Regions from separate parts of the Hordeum vulgare genome. Here region 2 is linked to region 1. A link is a contact called in public Hi-C data. All regions are on one chromosome and are shown on one strand. Each heading gives the region's core, a stretch centred on a gene start, on an enhancer-like site or on the middle of the called end of the contact. The rest is flanking DNA. Distances are from core to core; before and after follow the strand shown.

Region 1 (4,331 bases), core at 853-3,352:
GTATTAAAAATAAAATAAAAACTGAGAAGTTAGAGTATCTACAATCGAACTGAGCAAGTCCGGCCGTGCATCCGGACGGCCTCTCATATTTTGTTTCGTGCATCCACATACCTCATATTCGGACTCTTAAATCCATACAAAACCATGCACGTCGATCATCCGATACAAATTGTCTGAATTCAACAGTTTTAAACAAAAGCAAATGATATCATAGTTCAACCAAACGAACATGCTAAAATAAAATCAATGTCCGACCAACAAGTATTGATTGTCGGAGCACTGGCCGGACACGTTCATCCATGCGTCCTGCTCCGTCTGCGCATCCATCTCCGCCTGCATCCTGGCTGCCTCCTCCGTTTACATCCTGGCAACGATCGCCTCGTGCATTCGGGCTGCCTCCTCCGCATGTATCCTGGCAGCCTGCTCGATGTGCCGGCTTTGTGTCCTATGTTGTGCCCATGGTTATGTCCACTCAACCTGACGACTCATTAGCGAACCTATGTGTGATCGGATGAATAGATGGACAGTGGTATTTTCGACCCGTCAGGATTTAAGCCCTGATGTTTGCCTTATTTCTGAATTTACTGTAAAATTTCCGGCATTGCGTGTTCAATGGAAGGAGACGTTTCCGTCGGTGAGGAAACGGCTACGTTATGTAACTATTTTTCGTGCCATTGCCTCATGGCTTGGGAGCTCTAATCTCAAACTTTTTCGGACCAGCTTGTTAAACTAGTGCTCTACGTCTTAATTTTCGAACATAGGCGAGCCATTGAGCATGATCTGATGAACTACCTCATCATTTCCAGGTAAACCAACCGAGCAATCCAAGCTGCGTCGCATCGTTTCCAGCCAATCAACGGGTCATGGCCTCATGGGACGCACATGCGTGCGGCTATTCCGGGCATCCTTCGGCATGTGGAGTCGAAATATCGTTCGGACGCAACGGAAGCAAACCGGCATTCACTCCACCGCTGGAAAAATCCCACTCTCTGCCGGCGGATTCGTTTGGGAAAACCAAATCTTGGAGGCTCTCGCCATCAGTTTGCACGTTATTTCCAATTTAGCACGTACGTAGATAGATAGAAGGAGGAGGCCTCCGCCCAATTTCGCAGCTGAGATGGTGCACAATGTGTCTGGATTTGTCCCCACCTGATATCTAGGGCTGAAACCATCCTGCCTGCAGGATAAAAAGAAGAGAATGCATGCAACATTTTTATTTTTACCATTAGTGAAGAAATGCCTCTTTTTGCAGGGCCTTCTGAGGGAGACTATTTTCAGGCGGCTTAAAAAAATAGTAATAATTTCAAACAGCGTTTTCTTGTTGTCCGTTGCCGTCACCCCCATCCCTTCTTCTCCGGCACGACGAACTCCCCCTCCACTTCTCTATAACACCCCTCCTTCTCTGGCACGACGAGCTCCATATCCCTATCTCCCTCGCGCCCGCGTCCAACACCCGAATTCAATTGATTGAGAAATAACAAACATAATATATCCTTTTGGTAAACATCAGTGTTTACCTCAAGATCAATTGGTCTGGCGGGCTAGGGCGCATGGCAGGAATCAAATCTGAACTTCGATTCTGATAGCCGATAATTTCAATTGTTTGGAAAACATCGTTTTCATCGGATCGTCATATTCTTTTTTAATACAAACAACAACGAGCCTCCTCGTCAATTTTGTTATAGAAACCACCATCAGATACATGCCTTCCCCATCATGTCCTCATCACCGATCGGGGTCCTTCTCGGCACGCCCGAAACCTGTACCGTTTCGCCACGGGAAAATCGACGGGTTTTCGCCACCAATTTTCAAACACAAGATGATGCACCATGCACGGAGCAATCATAGAGGCGTGCAACAAGCACACTGCCGGTCACGGCCTAGCTCTTCCTCCAAATTAATATCACTACCCGATAGCAACACTCTCAAGTCTCAGTTCTCAAACCATCATGTGGCCATGCTCCCCTCTGCCCAAAAAAAGGTTCCCAAAATACGTCTACGTAGACGTAGACAGTAGACCGGAATGCCGTATATACGGACGAAAGCAGCCGCCCAAATACTACCACGGATATGGACGCCGCCCCGTACACGTGACCCACACTCTGCTTCCGCTTCTTCTGCTGCCGTTGCTCCTCAGCTCGCTAAAAGCCGGCCCAATCCCCTCCTCCCTCTCTCCCACGCCCACCACCAGACAGCACCAGCAGCAGCAGCACCAGCAGCAGCAGCAGCAGCAGAGAGAGAGAGAGAGAGAGAGAGGACAAGAAGCAGGGCGGAGCCAAGAAAGAAGCTCGCTTGGGAGGGAGGGGAGAGGGGGCGGAGGAGGAGGAAGGAGGAGATGCACGGAGGGGGGTCGAAGATGCTGGGGGTGGTGAACTTCATAACGTTCCTGGCGTCGATCCCGGTGCTGGGGGGCGGAATCTGGCTGGCGTCGCGGGCGAACACCACGGACTGCATCCGGTTCCTGCAGTGGCCAATCATCATCATCGGGCTCGCCGTCATGGTCGTCTCCCTCATGGGCTTCGCCGGCGCGTGCTACCGCCAGACCTGGCTGCTCCGCATCTACCTCTTCGCCATGTTCTTCATCGTCGTCGCCCTCCTCTTCTTCATCGTCTTCGCCTTCGCCGTCACCGACCGCGGGGAGGGCCAGGTGGTCATGAACCGCCGCTTCCTCGAGTACCAGCTCTCCGACTACAACGGCTGGCTCCGCGGCCGCGTCGCCGACCCCGACTACTGGGCCACCATCAGCGCATGCCTCCGCGACGGCCACGCCTGCCGCTCCATGCGCCGCCCCGTCCGCGACCCCAACACCGGCATGCTCGTCCTCGAGCCCGCCGTCGTCTTCTACGGCCGCGACCTCTCCCCGATTCAGGTCCCTTCCCCCTCCCAAGATTCACTTCCATCATCTTGCCTCGCGCACCATTTCCATGCGATTCTTGGCTAATTCCCCATTGCCAAGCAACTCGCCAGTAGCAAATTTGGGGATTTTTCCTGCCACAAATGCTCCTTTTTTGTGTGCTAATACTACTAATGTTCTCTGCTTATCTCTGCAATTTGCTTTGTGTTGTGCTGGAATTATCGATTCAGTTTGAGCTTTCTAACACTGTTTAGGATATTCCAGTTTACTGCTAGTTGGTTGGGAGTACCATATGTGGATCTCGAGATGAACCTTGCTTGCCCCTTTTAACATCAGCCCCCCTTTTGCTTAACAAGTCATGCTCGACCTTTGAGAAAAATTGTTAATCCTGCAACCTTTTTTGCTTCTCCCTGATTTGGGGCAAAACCAGCCAGGAGAGAAAAACAACTAATTAGCAGCCTCCCACCCGATTCCTTCAAACACAACTTTCTCCAAAAGCAGTCTTTTTTAGCTTTCAATTGGTTCCTCCATGGAATTGCTTGACATCACAAAAGAAGGATCCGCGCCGCGATTACGGGATTATTCGATGCGTGCCCGTAAGTAGGGACACTTTGTGGGGGTGATTTGGGACTTGAGATCATCAGGGATTGTTACCATCAGGATGGACTATTTTGGAAAAGTAAGTGTTTAAAGGATGTTTTCTTTGGCTGATGTGAACAACTAACACAAAGTTTGTTCTTTCTGCATGGAGCAAAGATTCTGGTAGTGCCTTCAGCACTAAGAATTGAGCCAGTGGTCAATTTGATTCCTGGTCTATGTCAGTTGCCTTCCCCCAACAGTCCAGGTACTACTATGAGTTAACACTATCGCTGTGGTAATAAGTAGAATCTCCATGTGTGTGTGGTGATGCTGAGGATAAGGTCATTTTCCTGCCTTTTTCGGATGCCAAAACGACATGGAGGACCAGGGTATTTGCATGATTGAGGGATCAGGACGACACCATGGTGTGACCAGGACAACCGAAAGCCAGAGAGATGCCCAGTACCACATTTCATTTCAGAGTTGGAATTGGACCATGGAAGCCTTGCATAGTTAGCTGCCTTGCGTCTTGTCCTGATGTTCTCTGTGCTGTCTTCTCCATACCTGCCAGGCTGCTTGTTCCTTTCGTCGGCTACAATCTTGCAGAACACATGAAAAAAATATATACTACACCAGTGCTCCTGTGTTTTCCCCCTAGGGTCTACATAACTAGTGCATTATGGGCTGCATCTGTATTCTAATGCAGATTAGCTGTTGCCCATGTCTGCATACATCTGATTCTGTGGAGAAGTAATTATTGAATCATTGAGTCAAGTTGTGTGCAGTTTAATGCACATGGGCACATAATTTGTAGTAGGGGGGATACCGCGCCCATGAAAGCATACTTTGGGGTGGGTTCATGGTTTTTGAATTCCAGGTTGGATATGGCTTTGTTTTC
Region 2 (4,331 bases), core at 523-3,022, 140 kb before region 1:
CAGATTGCTAAATCTCAGTCGACCAGACTCGACGATTGCTTCACTTCAGATTGCTAAATCTCAGTCGACCAGACTCGACGATTGCTTCACTTCAGATTGCTAAATCTCAGTCGACCAGACTCGACGATTGCTTCACTTCAGATTGCTAAATCTCAGTCGACCAGACTCGACGATTGCTTCACTTCAGATTGCTAAATCTCAGTCGACCAGACTCGACGATTGCTTCACTTCAGATTGCTAAATCTCAGTCGACCAGACTCGACGATTGCTTCACTTCAGATTGCTAAATCTCAGTCGACCAGACTCGACGATTGCTTCACTTCAGATTGCTAAATCTCAGTCGACCAGACTCGACGATTGCTTCACTTCAGATTGCTAAATCTCAGTCGACCAGACTCGACGATTGCTTCACTTCAGATTGCTAAATCTCAGTCGACCAGACTCGACGATTGCTTCACTTCAGATTGCTAAATCTCAGTCGACCAGACTCGACGATTGCTTCACTTCAGATTGCTAAATCTCAGTCGACCAGACTCGACGATTGCTTCACTTCAGATTGCTAAATCTCAGTCGACCAGACTCGACGATTGCTTCACTTCAGATTGCTAAATCTCAGTCGACCAGACTCGACGATTGCTTCACTTCAGATTGCTAAATCTCAGTCGACCAGACTCGACGATTGCTTCACTTCAGATTGCTAAATCTCAGTCGACCAGACTCGACGATTGCTTCACTTCAGATTGCTAAATCTCAGTCGACCAGACTCGACGATTGCTTCACTTCAGATTGCTAAATCTCAGTCGACCAGACTCGACGATTGCTTCACTTCAGATTGCTAAATCTCAGTCGACCAGACTCGACGAAGCCTATATTTGTGAGATCTTACGTGGAAATATGTGCTAATTTATTTTAATTTCTTTGTTTATCCTTTTTATATGTAGTGTCACTTGAGTGAGACTTGACTAAGTCTCAGTAGACTGAAATTCAGCCATACCCTAAAAAAATATACACGCTAAAAAGGCCTGAATCTGGCATGCATGAAAATCGCAGCACTGAAGATGATACACGTAGAGCACAACACACAGACACAAAAAAAAAAAGTGGTACGCACAGAACGGCAATATAGCACTCAACACAACAGTGGTAGCCGGCCTAGTAACTGGACCGACATGCAGGGTGGTCAGTCATGGAGCAAAGATCCTGCTTGCACTGATGCGCCAGCCAGCTCGTCCATGAACCGCTAGAGCAACTGGAACAGAGATGCTGCCTGGTAACGATCCATCTCCGCACACTAGTCCGTACTGCTTAATTGCTGAAACTGAAACTATTTAAGCGACGAGGACGAAGATGGCGTAGATGATGCCGGGGATGTAGCCCAGCAAGGTGAGCAGCAGGCAGATCCAGAACTCCATCTGCATACAGTTGCACCAAACCCATCACTCCATCAGACAGACAGACACACACACACAGAGGTAGATCGACAGGCAGCTTGACCTGTAGCTAAGTGGGCTAGCACCGGCAGCAGCAGTTGATAAATATGAGTAGGTTTGGGAGCTTACGCCGATGCCGTAGCGGAGGAAGACGCCGACCGGCGGCAGCAGGATGGCCAGCAGGATCTCCACAAAAGTCTCCGAACCCATCGCAGTCAAATTCCTGTCTGGCTCGCAGTCGCAGAGCCTGCTTCTTCTCCGGTGATATGTTCTCTGAAAAAGGTTCTTCGGTGGTGTGGTCAGCCGGGGAGAGTGAGGTGCGGCTACAGCGGCTAGAGATGAGCTCAATCGGCGGCTAGATAAGCTGCACGCGGGCGGACGTGGCGGCGCGGAGCTCCCGTGGCGCGACACCTTGCCCATGCTCGGCGGACACCCGTCGAGCTGTGCCTCTCGCGCTCCAGCCTCCAGGCCATCTGGACGTGCGCGCTTGGACCGCGCGTTTTTGTTGACGACGTGCCCTAGCACAGCATGCATCAGCTGATTAGCCATTCAATGGTATTCACAATAGAGTATCGCATTGAGAATAGAGTTCTGTTACTTGTTTGTCAACTCGATCAGGTACCCGTGCATGCGCTATACACTGGCGGAGCTGCATCGAGTAAATTGGACGGGCCACAGGCGGGATTAGCATGGGTTACGTTTAGGGCTAGATTAGCTTGGGTGGTGTATTTTGAAAACTTTTTATACTTAGTAGGAAGATATTACACAGATTATTGTCACTACATCTAAGATTATATATAGTCCCATTTTCCCTAGCTAGCAGCATAGTTTAAAAAATGATCCGAAAAGTTTGTTGGTTCAGATTTTTACCGGTCAGACTGCCGGTTCATAGGTTCCATTGTCGGTTTTTTAAGCAATAGAGTAATACATGTGCTAATATAATGTGAAATAATGTTTAAATAAAATTATTTTCATATAATGGACAACAATGTAGCACATCCAAGTTGGTTATTGGGTCATGGACAGTAGTGTACGTACTACTCACATGACTTGAAATCAAATCTCATTTCTCACAATTTTCATTAAAACATTTTTCTGGATTTTTCCGATTCACTGGCCCGGTTTTTTCACTGGGTTTTTAGAAAACCGGCCGGTTTGACCGGTATTCTTTGGTTTGATTGCAGAACGGTTTTATTAGCTTAAAAACCCGTTGAGGCTATCGGTTCCGGTTTTATAGGTCCGACCGTTTGTCTGGTCTGTTTTTTTAAACTAGGCCTAGCAGGCTTGTTTCCGCCACTGTGAATTATTCTATCTGCATGACGGGGTTTTAGTATTCGGTTCACTGTTTTGATAAAAACCTAGGCGTGTCATGGCCTTGTTTTGTTTCAACGTAGCTTCGTCAATGACGCTATGGTCAAGCATGATGATAAATTGGTGCACGATACTCCTCCTTAGAGCATGAATAATAGTATAACCGGCTGTTTGCTAGAAGTTGTTGTCATGTAATCTATAACTCATCCTATAGCCAACATGTAAAATACTCCCTCCGTCCGAAAATACTTGTCATATGAATAGATGTATCTAAATATATTTTAATTCTAGATACATTCACTTTTATTCATTTGTGTGACAAGTAATTCCGGACGGAGGGAGTAGTTGATTAAAAGATTGTATTACATTTTTGTATGGCCCATCTTTCATCTCAAAAAGTACTTAGGATCACGTATTAGAGTGGGCTCTTAACTAAAAGTCCGCTTATCTTCTTCCTCCTCTTCTCTTTCCTCTAACTAAGCAAAAATATAATAATTTATGTTTTATATCCCGTTGACTCAGCTTTATTATACTTGCTTTTAGTCAAATGTGATGACGCAACACCCTAGTCCGGCGTAAGTGGCACTATCAACCCGTAAAACGTTGACACGTCAGGGCGACAAGTCATGCACATCCGTCCATTGGTGTTCCATGTCGGCACGTACAGCTCGTAGCTAGTAGTAGGCTACTGACAGCGACGCGCGGTTCACTAAAATTTAACCCGGTCACGGTGATTTACGGCTACTGATTACATGGTCGATGTAATCATGTCCACTCTATGTTAAAACAAATCGTCTTCACTTTACTGCTTTCCAGTAAGTGGCTGGGGATTACCAGCTCCCGTTTGATTAGCTTACTTAGTTTTGGAGAACGCAATTTTGAGTAATCAACAGCTAGCGAATAACACAACAATATGCTTAACTATTATGCACAAATTTGTTATACCATTGGATTCGTAGTTAGTAGTACTTCCATGTGAGTATGCAAGTATCGATGGCATGTTTGATTGGAGAAATCTGTCGTGCATTTCCCTTTTGCCTCAAGTGGCATGCCACCCAAATTTCTAGGAGTTTCAGAGTCTTGTCTCAATTAAATCGCACGCTGCCTATCGATGATCTGTATGACAGTGAGGCCTGGCGATTATTATGTTAGAGGATATGCATGCACCTATTCATATGTCATTAGCCTCGACATGTAAGTGCAAAGGGCTTGCCCTTCTCATTGTATGATTCACGTGTTATAAACTTCTATAAAGGTCACGTAAAGGGATATGCTTTTTAGGTCTCTATAACAAAAAGAGAATGAATTAAGAACTACCGATGGGGACCATTACTTTGCCCACACTCTTTTGTCTTACGCCGAACTTTAATTCATCACACATGTCGGCTCTTATCGCATTTTGTGCTCATGCATAAGAGAAGCCGTTTGATCATCGGCGCCGATCACCGCACGGCGGATTTCTCCTTCCGCCTAGCAGCACTGTTTTTTACGTCCGCGATGCATTGCTTGATCGAAGCCTGCATCCGTTGGGCAGCGGATATCGTGTCTCTCGTCGCGCTGGCTTTTTTGGCGTCATCTGGACGCCCTTCT

What was found. Hi-C and Micro-C count contacts between places; a contact is called where the count stands out from the background.
Region 2: a Hi-C map of seedling shows a contact between it and region 1, with 5 times the contacts expected there. The contact joins the promoter of LOC123405939 here to the promoter of LOC123405678 in region 1. A contact is called at or near these places in 4 of 6 Hi-C or Micro-C datasets (leaf and seedling) and 1 of 1 datasets of contacts at active chromatin or transcription factors (embryo).

The regions. Positions count from the first base shown.
Region 1 is chr1H:32,550,924-32,555,254 of MorexV3_pseudomolecules_assembly, reverse strand. It overlaps LOC123405678 (tetraspanin-3), which reads left to right and starts at 2,102. Exons shown (of 2, transcript XM_045099299.1): 1 at 2,102-2,869. The coding sequence starts at 2,336.
Region 2 is chr1H:32,692,189-32,696,519 of MorexV3_pseudomolecules_assembly, reverse strand. LOC123405939 (low temperature-induced protein lt101.2-like) reads right to left here and starts at 1,772. Exons shown (of 2, transcript XM_045099454.1): 1 at 1,560-1,772; 2 at 1,007-1,412. The coding sequence starts at 1,640. The coding sequence ends at 1,329.